4 separate regions of the Mus musculus genome follow, and all the other regions are linked to region 4. Evidence: chromatin contacts called from public HiChIP or PLAC-seq and promoter capture Hi-C data. All regions are on one chromosome and are shown on one strand. Each heading gives the region's core, a stretch centred on a gene start, on an enhancer-like site or on the middle of the called end of the contact. The rest is flanking DNA. Distances are from core to core; before and after follow the strand shown. Region 1 overlaps Gm34265 (a long non-coding RNA gene). Region 2 has its middle 47 kb from the start of Gm4601. Region 3 holds the start of 4933407O12Rik. Region 4 holds the start of Thumpd2 (THUMP domain containing 2).

Evidence for each region. Promoter capture Hi-C pulls out the DNA fragments that hold promoters and counts their contacts. HiChIP or PLAC-seq counts read pairs in DNA pulled down with a chosen protein or histone mark.
Region 1: a promoter capture Hi-C map of hippocampal neurons shows a contact between it and region 4, with 12 times the contacts expected there. The contact joins the enhancer-like site here to the promoter of Thumpd2 in region 4. A contact is called at or near these places in 8 of 39 promoter capture datasets (the 3T3-L1 cell line, 3T3-L1-derived adipocytes, the C10 cell line and 4 more), 1 of 484 Hi-C or Micro-C datasets (cortical neurons) and 1 of 9 other capture datasets (embryonic stem cells).
Region 2: a contact with region 4 is called in a promoter capture Hi-C map of hippocampal neurons, with 22 times the contacts expected there. The contact joins the enhancer-like site here to the promoter of Thumpd2 in region 4. A contact is called at or near these places in 10 of 39 promoter capture datasets (the 3T3-L1 cell line, the C10 cell line, the HPC-7 cell line and 6 more) and 2 of 484 Hi-C or Micro-C datasets (cortical neurons and embryonic fibroblasts).
Region 3: a contact with region 4 is called in a FOXA1 HiChIP or PLAC-seq map of pancreatic cancer cells. The contact joins the promoter of 4933407O12Rik here to the promoter of Thumpd2 in region 4. A contact is called at or near these places in 2 of 39 promoter capture datasets (the HPC-7 cell line and pre-B cells) and 1 of 115 datasets of contacts at active chromatin or transcription factors (pancreatic cancer cells).

Annotation. Positions count from the first base shown.
Region 1 is chr17:82,855,922-82,859,218 of GRCm38.p6, reverse strand. The region is part of intron 4 of Gm34265 (a long non-coding RNA gene); the gene reads left to right. Among named protein-coding and RNA genes, the nearest start is that of Gm41629, 14 kb to the left of the region's middle. Within about 2 kb of position 1,503, at least 27 of the 459 cell types and tissues checked have an H3K27ac peak or open chromatin away from gene starts, as enhancers often do. A contact at or near this core is called in cortical neurons and hippocampal neurons, where this site is marked.
Region 2 is chr17:83,002,638-83,005,680 of GRCm38.p6, reverse strand. No RefSeq gene overlaps it. Among named protein-coding and RNA genes, the nearest start is that of Gm4601, 47 kb to the right of the region's middle. Within about 2 kb of position 1,455, at least 1 of the 459 cell types and tissues checked has an H3K27ac peak or open chromatin away from gene starts, as enhancers often do. A contact at or near this core is called in hippocampal neurons, where this site is marked.
Region 3 is chr17:80,060,196-80,063,545 of GRCm38.p6, reverse strand. 4933407O12Rik reads right to left here and starts at 1,324. Exons shown (of 2, transcript XM_006525248.3): 1 at 974-1,324; 2 at 84-873. The coding sequence starts at 1,306. The coding sequence ends at 748. Hnrnpll (heterogeneous nuclear ribonucleoprotein L-like) reads left to right here and starts at 1,278. Exons shown (of 13, transcript NM_144802.4): 1 at 1,278-1,889. The coding sequence starts at 1,554.
Region 4 is chr17:81,063,535-81,066,521 of GRCm38.p6, reverse strand. It overlaps Thumpd2 (THUMP domain containing 2), which reads left to right and starts at 1,437. Exons shown (of 10, transcript NM_028138.1): 1 at 1,437-1,587. The coding sequence starts at 1,462.

The DNA.
Region 1 (3,297 bases), core at 254-2,753, 1.8 Mb before region 4:
AGCCAAAATGCCCACATCCGCCACAGAATGTGCAGAAAAAAGAAGGTTAAAATTCATATGGATCACAAAAGATGCTGGAGCAATCCTGAGAAAAAGGGGCAGGGTAGAGGAATTACCATTCCAGATATCTTATAGAGTTGGATTAATAAACAGCATGGTATTGCCATAAACCGACAGATAGACTAATGGAATAACAACAGAAATGCCCAAACATGACTGCATGCAGCTACAGCTGACTGATCTTTGACAAATGTGCCACAAATACACATTGGGAAAAGACAGCATCATCAATAAACTACTGGAAAAATGAGATGTTTGCATGAAGAAGAACAAACTGGACCCAAATTTATCACCCAGCACAAAAATGAGCTCTGAACGGATCAGAGACCTCAATGTGAAACTTGAAACACGGAAACTGCCAGGAGGAAGCAATCATAGGCAGTGCCCAAAAAGATAGAGCTGTCTGTAACGACCCTCTGTCCAGGACTCTGTCAGCTCAGGAATTAACCATTGACCAGTGGGTTTCACTGTGTAGCCCTGGCTGTCCTGGCTCTCACTCTGTACAGCCAGGATGTCGGGGATTGGTCTGCCTTTGCCTCTCAAGTGCTGGGATTAAAGGTGTGGACCACCATCGCCCAGCAGCCAGCAGCCCATCTTTCTATTCCAGACTAGAACCAGGTCTAGTGTTCTTATCTTGTCTGTAGTGAGACTCCCTTCCTATTCAGTGTGCGGTGTCTATAGAATGAGACATGGAGGCAGATAAAATAAAATGAAAACACTGGTTCTCAACCTTCTTAATGCTGTGACCCTTCAATATAGATCATCATGTTCTGGTGACCCCAACCAAATAAAATTGTTTTCATTGCTACGTCATAGCTGTAATTTTACTACTGTAAAATAGCCATGTTTTCTGATGGTCACGGCCCCCAGCTTTAGAACCATTGGTCTAGGAGGTGTGATAGCTGATGGGTATCTGAGAATGGGCGTTTGCTTTAAACCTTTAACTTTTAAAGTGCTCTAGCACGGGAGACTTATTTCCATGACATTTTTTTTTTTTTTAAAAAGAAGAAAGCCTGCTGCTTGTGGACCTGTGAAATAAAGGCATTATGTTCTCAAGCAGAAAACCTGCCTTCCCCAAGAGACACGTACCTGGCCATATTAAAAAGGATTTCCATAGGCATCTGTTTCTCAGATGTGGTCCTAAAGCCTCAGGGGTCAGAAATGTAGACTGCTGGAATCTGGGGGGTGTGGGAGGTGCTTGCAGGGAGCCTCTCACTGGACTGTTTCCCTTGGCCCCCGGCCTCTGTTTCTCACACAGTGATCTCAGACTGTGCATGCTTTCCTACCTGTCTTTCTTTGGTATGGAACCCCCAAAAGACCCTTTGGTCAGGTACCACAATTCTTCCCGAGTACAGAGGAAAATCAAGATGAGGGAGGAGCCTCGTGTAAGGGAAAGGCTCGGGGTAACAGAAGCAGAAACATATGCGCATTTCATCCAGCAGGGGGCAGTGAGATCACGTGGCTACACTAAGCGAGGCAACCCAGACCCCAGGACCAAAGCTGAGAGCTGCTTTTGCTCTCCAAGGTGGATTCCAGGACCTGGTACCTGCCATCGCTCAAGCCCTCCGCAGGTTTTGTAAGAGCTTTTTCCATTTGATAATTTATAGGAACACTACTTGCTTCCCTTCTGTCCAGTGGCTTATTTAGAATGGCTGAGCACGTTTTAATAAATCAGCAACCCTCCAAATGTGAAGGGAAATAAAATGTTTTGCAGCCCGGGGACGGCGAGGGTTTGTCTGCCTTGAGCACTCCTGTGACAGGACGATCAAATAAAGACAAGGTTGTGGTTTTGATCTCTCTGGAGGCTGATTACTTTGTTCTATTGTGTGGTCAAAGGCCTCACTACCAATGTGTTTAATCACCTAGAAATGCTTGCTTTGCATCTAGGAGGTCAGCTGTGTTGCAGGGTCAGAGAAATTTACTAGGGCTAGGGAAAAAGTTCGGTCTTAACATGATGCAGTCGCTGTTTAAAAATCTCTCTCCTTGAAGGTGATAGACAACGCCTGTGAAAGTAATGGAGTGGTGTTCAAATCCATTCGCTGTTCCTGTGATAATTCACTTGCACACAGGGAGAGTGGGTTTTGCCATTTGAAAACACAGTCAATTCTCTCTGCTTCAGTGGATCATCTCTATAGGATCTTATCTTCTCTCCCTTGGTTGGTCTCAGAGAAGGGCAGAGGTCGAGAAGAGCCTGGGAAGAAAGAGCCGATAGAAACGACATCCTTCTCACTCCACTGCCTTTTAAAGTCACTTGTCATTTTGCATGAGCTCTTCTCCCTGCGACAGGTATGCGGGTCAAATGGCTTCTTCAAGAGGATACCCAGAACTCCTCACCCTGCGTGCCTCATAGATGAAAGTCCACCTTTCTTTTTTGCTTCATTTTGTACTGCCCCAGAGAGCCCTGTCTCATGGTCCTTCACCTCAGTAGCTCTGCCAAAAACATACTCAGTTTTGCAAGCCAGATTTCCAAGATCCATGCCCGACACCTTACTTCTCTTGACTTCTTGTTTCACTACCAAATCTCAGTAACTCTGTTGTCTTTAAATATAACGTTCCCTCATCTGTGTCACCACCCCTTTTTTCTACGATGTCTCCATTTCTTCTGGACATGTTAGTAACCTCCACTGGTTACTAACAACAATAAATGTATCCACTATTATCCTTTTGCAAATGAAGCTTGTGTTGCTCCGGCCACAAGGTTGCCCCAGAGCAGGTCTGTTAATGTTTTTCCTATATAGGATCAGGACCAATCTACCATTAATAACTCTTCTCTGAACCGGACATGGAAGCAGAGGGAGCATGCTTTGATGCACCGAGACACCATGCAATCCCTGTATCAAGTATCTCACGCTCCTGGTCACACACTGACTTAGGAACAGAATACTATGGGGCACTGTCTCATTCTGCTGTGAGCAGGAGAGACACTACAGGCAGAGGGAGAGGAGGTGAGGCTCCAGGCAAGCTTCATGGAGCTCTCTGCAGGAGACAGGCTTGTTCAGAGCTTAGAGTTGTCTACTAGGGAATAAAGTCTCTTCTTTGGGGGATTCGGAATCTAGAGTGCTGGGACTCAGAAAACAAGATTCCACATTATGGTGCTTTGCTGAATATTGTGAATTGAAGGCTGTTGGAATGGGGACCAGAAGTAAGGTCTCTTTGTGCCTTCCCATCCTCCATTTAGTCTCTTAAATTAGCTCACTCGGTAGAGGCCAGAAGATGGTGTCAGACCTACCAGAACTG
Region 2 (3,043 bases), core at 206-2,705, 1.9 Mb before region 4:
TTGAAATGTTCTGGGTCTAGCTTCCCTGTAGTATATAGAAGGCACTACCTCCTAGTTGGTGTCCCATCCTGGGCCTCTGACCCTTACCCCCTCCCCTTCTGCAGTGTTCCTTAAACTTTAGGTGTAGGGATTTTGTTGTAGATGTATCAGTTGGGGCCGGAACATCACAGTCAGTTGTTCTGAATTTTGAGCAGTTGTGGCTTCCTGTAATGGTCTCTGTCTGCTGACAAGAGAAGCTTCTTTGGTGAGGAGTGAGAGGTGTACTTAGGTAACCTTCTGTGGTGGTTTGAATATGCTTGGCCCAGGGAGCAGCACTATTAGGAGGCGTGGCCTTGCTGGAGGAAGTGTGTCATGTTGGGATGGGCTTTAAGACCCTTACAGCTGCCTAGAGACAGTCTTCTCCTGTTAGCCTTCAGGTCAAGATGCAGCACTCTCAGCTTCCTCTGCACCATGCCTGCATGGATGCTGCCATGCTCATGCCTTGATGATAATGGACTGAACCTCTGAACCTGTAAGCCAGCCCCCAATTAAATGTTGCCCTTATAAGAGTTGCCTTGGTTGTGGTGTCTGTTCCCAGCAGTAAAACCCTAACTAAGACACCTTCATTCTCTTTATTTCTTATTTTATTTTGTGTGTGAGTGTTTTGTCTGCCTGTATATCTGTTCACCAAGTGTGTACCTGGTGACTGGAAATGTCAGAAGAGGGTCTTAGATCCCTTGGAACTGGAGTTGTAGATGATTGTGAACTACCATTGGGAAATGAACTCTTGGGGTCTTCTGGAGAGTAGTCAGTGTACCTAACCACTGGGCCATCTGTCTAGTTCCCCCTTTTCTTCATATTTTAAGGGAGATCTTTAGAAACCACATTTCTGTAAGCATTTTGGTAGGATAGGCAGGCTGTTGATAATTTCTCTTTATTTTCTTTCATCTGAGCATGTTTTGATTTTTCCTTCGTTTCTGAAGGACATTTTAAATGTTGCTCTGCATGGATAGTTCTTTTCTGTTAGCACAGGGAAAATGTAACTGTTTCCCCTGCTTCCTGGGATTTTTGGTAAGGAATCCTTTGTGGTCCTGATTATCTCTACCCTGTAGGGAAGGTGTCATCTGTCTCATACTGATTTCAAAATTCTCCCTTTGATTATAATTTTTTAGATGGTTGACTGAGCTCTGTTTTGCTGTGGATTTCTCTGGCTCTGTTCCTGTGGGAGGAAGTGGGGGTGGGCAGCCTCATTAGCATTAGCTGAGAGTGGAAATATATGATCTCTATTTGGCCTTGTGTGTGTGAATTGGGGATGGGTCAGAGGGTGTGTGTGTGTGTGTATGTGCATGTGCGTGTGTGATATTTGACCACAATAAAGTTAGCTACAATGCCTTTCGCTTGGTCCTTTGCATATAGGAAACAGGCTTTTTTTTTCTGTATGTGCTTTTATGTTGCTAGCTTGCTCAGCATCCAATCTGGCATGCAAGAGGTAAAAACAAGGCTCAGATAGCTCCATGCCTTTGAATCATTCTTTTATCCTCAGGGCATAAGCTGATACTTGTTTTCCTTCTTATGTTTAGAGTCTTAGAGTCTTGTTTCTAAATAAGATTCAGGGTTTCTACTTCTTAGGCAGGAGGAGGGCAGGCATATTCACTGCCTGTTCCAGGCATCCTCAGTGTGAGAAGAGGGTTTGCAGTGGCCAGAGCCTGTATCTCAGCTTTGTTGAGCAACACGTGTTGCTAATTACTTTTTTATGGGAATACAACCACCATGTATATAGAGGGAATAACTGTACTTTATCCTCTCTCTCTCTCTCTCTCTCCCCCCTCCCGCTCCCCCTCCCCCTCTTCCCCCCTGTCTTCCTCTCTCTCTCTCTCTCTCTCTCTCTCTCTCTCTCTCTCTCTCTCTCTCTCTCTCTCTCTCGCTCTCTCTCTCTCAGACAGTGGACCATGCCAGGAAATTTGGTAGGTTGAGCAGGTTCAGAGTCCCCTGCACCTAGACACACCTGAGATGGGAGGCAGCTCTGTTCCCTACCAGATTCCTGGCCTGGAACACGCGCCACATTTCCCACATAAGGAAACACGATGGTCCTGTAGCCCAAAACAGAGTTCTCCATGCTAATGAGGTATCTTGCGGCCCCGAGGGTTTAGACAATAAGCTTCCCTTCCTGGATATTCCTCTGTGCAAAAGGTATTTAATCTCTGGTCCATGATATGCATCCATTTTTCCATGATAAACAGTTTGGAACTAAAGACTCTCTCTTGAGAGAACTGCTGTGGGGAGCACGGAGAAGGCCTTGGCCTACAGAGCTGCAGCCTAACTTTCCCTCAGATGACAACCATCGCCAAGCTAAGGGCTTGTGCAGATGAGCTTAGTCAGAGCTCCCATTTTCCTGGTCCCAGTCTCGTTGTGGGGCCCTTGGACCTGGGGCACTTTGTTCCTGACTCCCCTGTGTGGTTTTCCGCCTTGACTGAGTACCTGAGAATCAGGGGACCCCAGATTCGGCCTACCACATCCTAGGATGTGTTTTCCCAACCCCTGAGTGGTGTCTCAGCTGAGCTTCCTTAAAAAGCTACGACGTCCTACAATGACGACCCATGCTGGATGACGCAGTCTGAGCGCTCCAAGTTCCACCTGCCCAAGAGGCATATCCCACGGACCCACGTGTGTGTGTGTGTGTGTGTGTGGTGTGTGCGCGAGTGTGCGTGTGCATGTGTGTGCCTGCACATGTGTGTGCCTTCGCATGTGTACATGTGTGTACAGAGATACACATGGAGGTCAGAAGTCGATGCTGAGTGTCTTTCTCTATCGTTCTCCACTTTGTTTTTTGAGATGAGTCTTTTGCTGAGGCTGGAGTTCACCCAATTGGCTAGGCTAGCTGGCCAGTGAGCCCCAGCGATCCCTAAGATTACAACTCCAAATCACCAGGCTTGGTTCTTACATAGGTGCTGGGGATCAACACAAGCGTTCTTCATGCTGGGCAGCAAGCACTGAGCCAACTGAGCCTTCTCAACGGCTTCAATCCTTTATTTTAGTCTCCACTTTACCAAAGTTGATCTCCATT
Region 3 (3,350 bases), core at 75-2,574, 1.0 Mb after region 4:
TCTCTCTCTCTCACACACAGTGGTACAGTTTGCAGAAACGCTTAGATTCCTTAGGATTCTAAAATGACAAGCGACGCAAAGTATAAAGGAGAAAGCAACATATGTTAAAAGAACGATCACACATCTTTCTGGGGGAAGAAATGCCTTTGGGGGAAAAAAAACAGGCTAGAGGAGGGAACAACCCACAACTGGGAAAGGAAGAGGTTCAAAACAAGTGCGCAGAACGAATCTTAGTTTTCCAAGGCTTAAAGTAACAGGGCACTTAGGGCGCGGTGGGTTTCTTGCTAGCTAGACACCATAATTTCAACCCAGTAAGTTGGTCACTGAAATCCATTCGGGGGTGGATTGGGTTGGGGTGAACTGTACTGGAACTAGATTATAAAAATGAACACAGTACCTGCCCTTAAGCACGTCCAGTTTTGTTTTGTTTTAAAACAACACCTTTAGTTATTCAAAGGCCTTTTGCAAATAGAAACAGCTAAAAACCTTAAAACAGTCTTTAGGCTTCACAGAGGAAGTGAGTTGTGGGCTGGAAACGAACAGGATTGTGAGAGTTTCCTATTTTGGAAAATGAAGACGATCATTCAGAACAGTGAGAATAGGGGTTTTAGAGGAAGGTTGAGAATATGTAACTGCAGCAGGGACTTGGATAGGTATGTCTGCAGCAATAGGTCCGGTTTGCAGGTCACCTATGCCCTGCGCAGACCTGTGTGCATCATCTCGCTGGCTCGCCACAGTCAGTAACAGCTAACGGTTGTTCTGTTTAGTTAGTGGCGCAGAGTCCACGCGCTTTCGGGGGCTGTGTGTGGTTAGGTGCGCGGAGATTCTCCAGGTTTCCCTCATCTTTTTAAAGATTCTCCAGGTCTCCCTCATCTTTTTAAAATGAAGAAGAAAAGCATTCAAATTAGCGGGAAGGCGGTTAACACCCACAGCCCCGACTCTGCCGAACGCATCGCCGGCTCCTCACATTCACCCGGTATCTCAGCGGCGGCCAGGGCCTAACAGCGCTAACCGCCACGGGGCTGCAACCGCTGCGGAACCGCGCGCAGCGGGCGTTGCACGGTCCCGACCGGAGCCCAGCGAGAGTCCAGGCTGGGATTCTGACGAGCAGTTCTTCCAGCCAATTGGAAGCCAGATCGACTTTCGCTCTTCCAATAGGAGGCGGAAGTTCGGCAAGGGGGCGGAAACTCTCGGGCCCTGGATCCCATCCCGCCCGGCGGCAGTCAAGGCGGGGTGGAGGCTCCGCCTGAGCGGCGGGGAGCGGATCAGGGAGGAGGGAAGACCGGAAGCCACGGCCCGGCCCCATCCTTACTTTCGCGTCCCCCCCGGGGCTGGGAGCCGCGAAGCTGGCGGAGGGAGAGGCTGGAGGCTGGCTGAGAGATAAAGGGAAGCGTCCCCTCAGCCCGCGCTCCCTTCTCAGTCACGGGCTCCTGGAGCGCGCCGCGGAGGACGCCGGGCCAGCTCAGACCCGCGCCGAGGAGGCGCAGCCCGCGGCGGGGACCGATCAGCGACATCTGAGGCCCGTCTCCCGCGCCGTCTCCACCGCCGCCGCCATGTCCTCCTCCTCCTCCTCCTCCCCCAAGGAGGAGACGTACGAGGAGGACCGGGAGTTCGAGAGCCAGGCCAAGCGCCTCAAGACCGAGGAGGGAGAGATCGTCTACTCGGCCGAGGAGAGCGAGAATCGCCAGGAAGCGACGCCTCAGGCGGGGAGCGATAGCGACAGCGGCGGCGGCGACGGAGGCGACGGAGACGGAGGCAGCGGCGGCGGCGGCGACGGCGAGGAAGGCGAAGGTGGAGAAGAAGGCGACGAAGGCGACGGCGATGAGGGAGGGAGCGGCGGCGACGAAGGTGGCAGCGGCGGTGGCCCTCGGAGCATGCCCCTGTCCACGGTAACAAAGCGCGGCGCCGCGCCGCGTCCCTCCAGCAGGGCCCGGCGGCGGGGGTTCGGCCTGGCCGCCTTTGCCGCTGCGTGCACGCCGAGCGCGTAGCTGGCGACTCGGACTGATTCTTTCCTTTATTGCCCACGATCCCCGAATCCCGAATGCCGGCTTTGGGTGGGCTTGGGGTGCCGGGCCTCCCGGAGTCCGGGCCCTGAACTTGGGGAGGGTAGCGGGGTGGGGGCGGCGGGGGCGGGCGGGTGTCGCTTCCGCTCCGGGAGGCTGCGCCGCGCGCCCTCGGCGGGATCCGCTCTTTGTTAGTTGAGCAACTCCGGCTCCGAGGCTGTGCTGGGGACCCGGCCTCCCCGACCCGCATCATCCTCACGCTGGGCAACCATAACGGGAAGGCTCTCGTGGCCTCGTCTCCGTGGGAACCGCGATGCAATGACAAATTGCGCCCTCGTGCTCTCCCCGTAGTTTAGCCCTCGCTAGTTTAATATCTTTCTATAGAAAAGGCTTTGTGGGCATGGGGTTCATTCAGGCCAGGCAATGGCCAAGATAAGTTTTCTTGTTACAGAAATGAGTGGGCCGGTGATCTAAGTGTGTGTGTGTGTGTCTGTCCCTGCTGTCAAATAAAAGGCGTTCAGATGACGAGAGTTCTTCATTCATAATGTACTTCAAGTTTGTCCCCCACAGAAGGAAATGAATGCAGAGCTGTGGGAATTCAGTCACACATTCCTCGAGTCCTCCTTTATCAGAAACGTTTAGCTGGAGGCTGGAGGAATGTGGACAGCGCAACCCACAACTTCAGTTCCATGGAGACTTTAAGGAAACAAACCAATCCGAACGGTTTTGACTCTTTTGGGGGCCTTTAAACGGTCTTGACGACTTAAGATATTATTTAAACACTTAATACATTTGAGATCAAATCTTAGCAGAAGTTGACGAAGTTATGCACACCTTCCAAAAATTAAGGTGTTCCAACCCTTTTTAATCAGAAGCCGCTTATCTTTCTAAAGTTCGAATTTTTGTTGGTCTAGCTTAAATAAAAAAAAAGTTACATGTATGGGTTCATAACAAGTACCCATGGCAGCCTAGTAAGGTTTTAGTGTTCCTTAGAGGTAGAGTTACAGGTAGTTTCATTGCGACTCACCAGATTCGAGTGCTGGGAGTCAAGCTCTTGGGCTGTCTTTGCAAGAGCACTGTGTGCTTTTTGGATGAGCTCTTTCTTCAGCTCCTGTTTGAGTAATAATAATAAAAAATTACATTCATTTGTGTTGTGTGCTTTGGAGCATGCAGGCGAGTGTGGAGGTCAAAGGACACAGCTACTTCCATCCTGTGAGTCCTGGCAGACATTCACCACCTGAGCCACCTCACTGGCCCAGTGGGAATTTTTATGTAAAAATTCGGATAATTAGAAAAGTAAAATGTGATGGATAAATTTGACCATATCTTTTTTTTAAAGGAGTCTTT
Region 4 (2,987 bases), core at 188-2,687:
CTGATCCAGTTGATTCCTCGGTTGAGGACTATAAGTGATTTTAAGTTGAAGCAAGTCGAAAAAAAAACCTAACCACCCTAGGCAATTATAGCAATCTTCCTAGCTGAGAGAGACTTCCTGTGTTGGTCTTTCTTTTAGTCTTATGCCAATGAATTGCATCCAATTCAGCACCAAACTAACTTATTACCTACCGAGAGTAAGCCTGTGTATGACTATGGTATCCGGATGAATGAAACTATCATCTCCCCAGGAATTTCGCAGCCTAAAACATCTGCATTCTGATAGTCAATTGCATGCATTAAACACCTTTGAAATTAAGGGAATCGACAATCACATCAAAACAGGGAGAAACTGTGAAGCAAATGTCTCACAGCTACTCCAGTTTAAATGTGCATCTTGAGGTGAGATAAAAATGACTAAAATTTATTATAGAAATATACAGAACTGACAAACATGAAAGAGAATTAAAGTCTGTCCGTTCTAAAATTGTTTCTGTTGACTTCCAACTTCCTCGATGTTGAATAAGTAATATTCAAATGGCAGATTGCAGCTGGGTAAGTTAAATTCATCTGAAGGCATCTGAGACTATTTTTTTAGTACAGACTATGTATGTATGTGTGTATGCACGCACATGTATGTATATGCAGGAAAATATGTGTGCGGCGTACATGTGCATGTGTACACATAGAGGCCAGAAGACAACCTCAGGTATCCTTCCTCAGGTGTTGTCCCTCTTTTATTTTTAATTTTTGGGGACAGGTCTAGGGTGAGCCACCAAATGAAACAACTTAGAGCTGACCTTTGGAAACGCTCAGGTGACGGGACTCCATAAGGAACTTGGCTCTACTGCCCCAACCCTTCAGGAGCTGACCACTGGTTAAGGGGCAAGAGAATGTCAGTTACCCACTGGCATTCATTTCTGGACCTGGAGAAATATTCCTCTAACAGTTTCTAATATCTGATTCAATATAGAACTACATAGCTAATTTAATGTTGTTGAATTAGAGATAGATTTTTATTCTATCTATATCAAATTTTGTCATTTTAAAACTCAAGAGGTTTTTCTTTAAAAAAAAAAAAAACCATTCAAATACCGTCACTAGCTCAAATCGATTAGACTAAACTGGATGGCACATTCATTATTTACCTATGTGATTGGCCAGATTCAAGAAATGTAACAAGTGTCGGGAACACAAAGACATTTTGCTGGAGAACAAGAATTTCTTCTCTTGATCCTGAGTTCACCGGTTCGGCCCAGTCTTAGATGAAGACAGTAAGGACAGCATCCCCAGGACCCTTGACAATCAGAGATGCCTGGCTGCAGGAGGCTCGCTGTAGTTTCCGGGACGCCCCATAGAGGGCGGGCCTGCAAAGGCGACGCTCCGGTGCGCGTTCCACTGAAGGCTCCCAGGCGCGCTCCCGAGCTCACGTGACCGGGTCTCGGGGTCGCGCCTGAGCGCCATGGCTGTAGCCCAGGCAGACCCGGGTTCTGACCCCGCTGGCGGCGCCCGGTTCTTCTGCACCGCGGGCCGCGGCCTGGAGCCGTTCTTGATGCGGGAGGTGCGCGCGCGGCTGGAAGCCACGCAGGTGAGTCGGGCTCACCGTGCTCGGGGGGAGCCACGCTCGCCCCGGGTCCCCTCTTGGCACCAGCGTGGGGCTCAGGCCCGGGAAGGACTTGTGAGCACCCCATCCTTGGCGTGCAGTGGGCCCCATCCGGGACCTTTGATGACTGCTGAGAGCAACCGGCTGCTCTGGTGGTTTCGTTCTTTATCCAGTATGGTCACTGTATATCTGTCACAGCCAAAGTTTTAAACAGAGGGGTGCGGAAGCCACTTTTGTCTGGGATTCCTTAAAAAGAAACTATGACATGGCAATAGCTAGAGTTAGAATCCTTCCTTTATACCTTAAATGCAGATATACTTCCCGGGCTTACTTGTTTGAGTCTTGTTACTTGACAAGCTTGGGTTTTACATTGTAGGAGGACTGTGAGACATGCCCAGTACACCCACAACACACGTGGTAAACAGAAGCTAGAACAAGAACTCTCCCCTGCTACCCGTGCGTTTCAATGAGTGACTAGTGAACAAATTCCAAACGTACCAGGATGTGCAAACTGAGTTCTTGAAAACACAGGGAAAGGATGTAATAGGATAGGTCGGGACTTTTGTGTGTGACATGTTCTTGGAAAGGGGAAGCTTGCTAAAACCAAACTAGCTGTTCGCCTCTGGGGAGCAGTGTTCGAAGCCCACAAAAGGAGTCTCTGCCACGGTGAGGATCCAGATGGAGATGGTGGAGATGCAGATGGAGATGATAGAGGTGCAGGTGCAGTGGGGAGAGTTGCCAAGACTAGCATTTAATCTAAATAAATTTAATCTAAATTAAATATCTAAATAATAACCTCCGCATTCATCAAGGATTTAAAGTTTGTTGGGTTTTTTTGTTTGTTTGTTTTGGTTTTAATTGTGTGTGTTCTCATACTAGTGAAAGCGTGAACCATCAGCTCATCTCCCTGGAGCTGGAGTAACTGGTGATTGTGGGCTGCCCTGCGTGGGTGCTAGGATGCAAACATGGTTCCTCTACAAGACTAATACCCAGTCTTAACCAGGTGAATCCAGTGATGTATTCAAGTTACACAATTACAAAATGATGTTGGTGATATTCAGATTCTGAAATCAAGCATAACTATATAATGTCCAACCCAGCCACATGTGGGCATATACATGTTGCAGGGCACTTGATCACACTGTGAACCCCAAGATTGTGCTATTTACTGAAAAAACAAAAACAAACAAACATGTTTCTATTTGTGGTCTGGCTCAGCCCTTAGCACATACCTTTAATCCATCTGGCTGGAATACAGGCATGCCCTTAGCACACATCTTTAAGCCCAAACAATGAAAGTCAAGTTAGTTTGTAGAAGGAGGCAGCCATGTTTGAAAGTGATGTCTAATTGAATGGCAGACAAGGTGACGAATCAGAGAAAGATT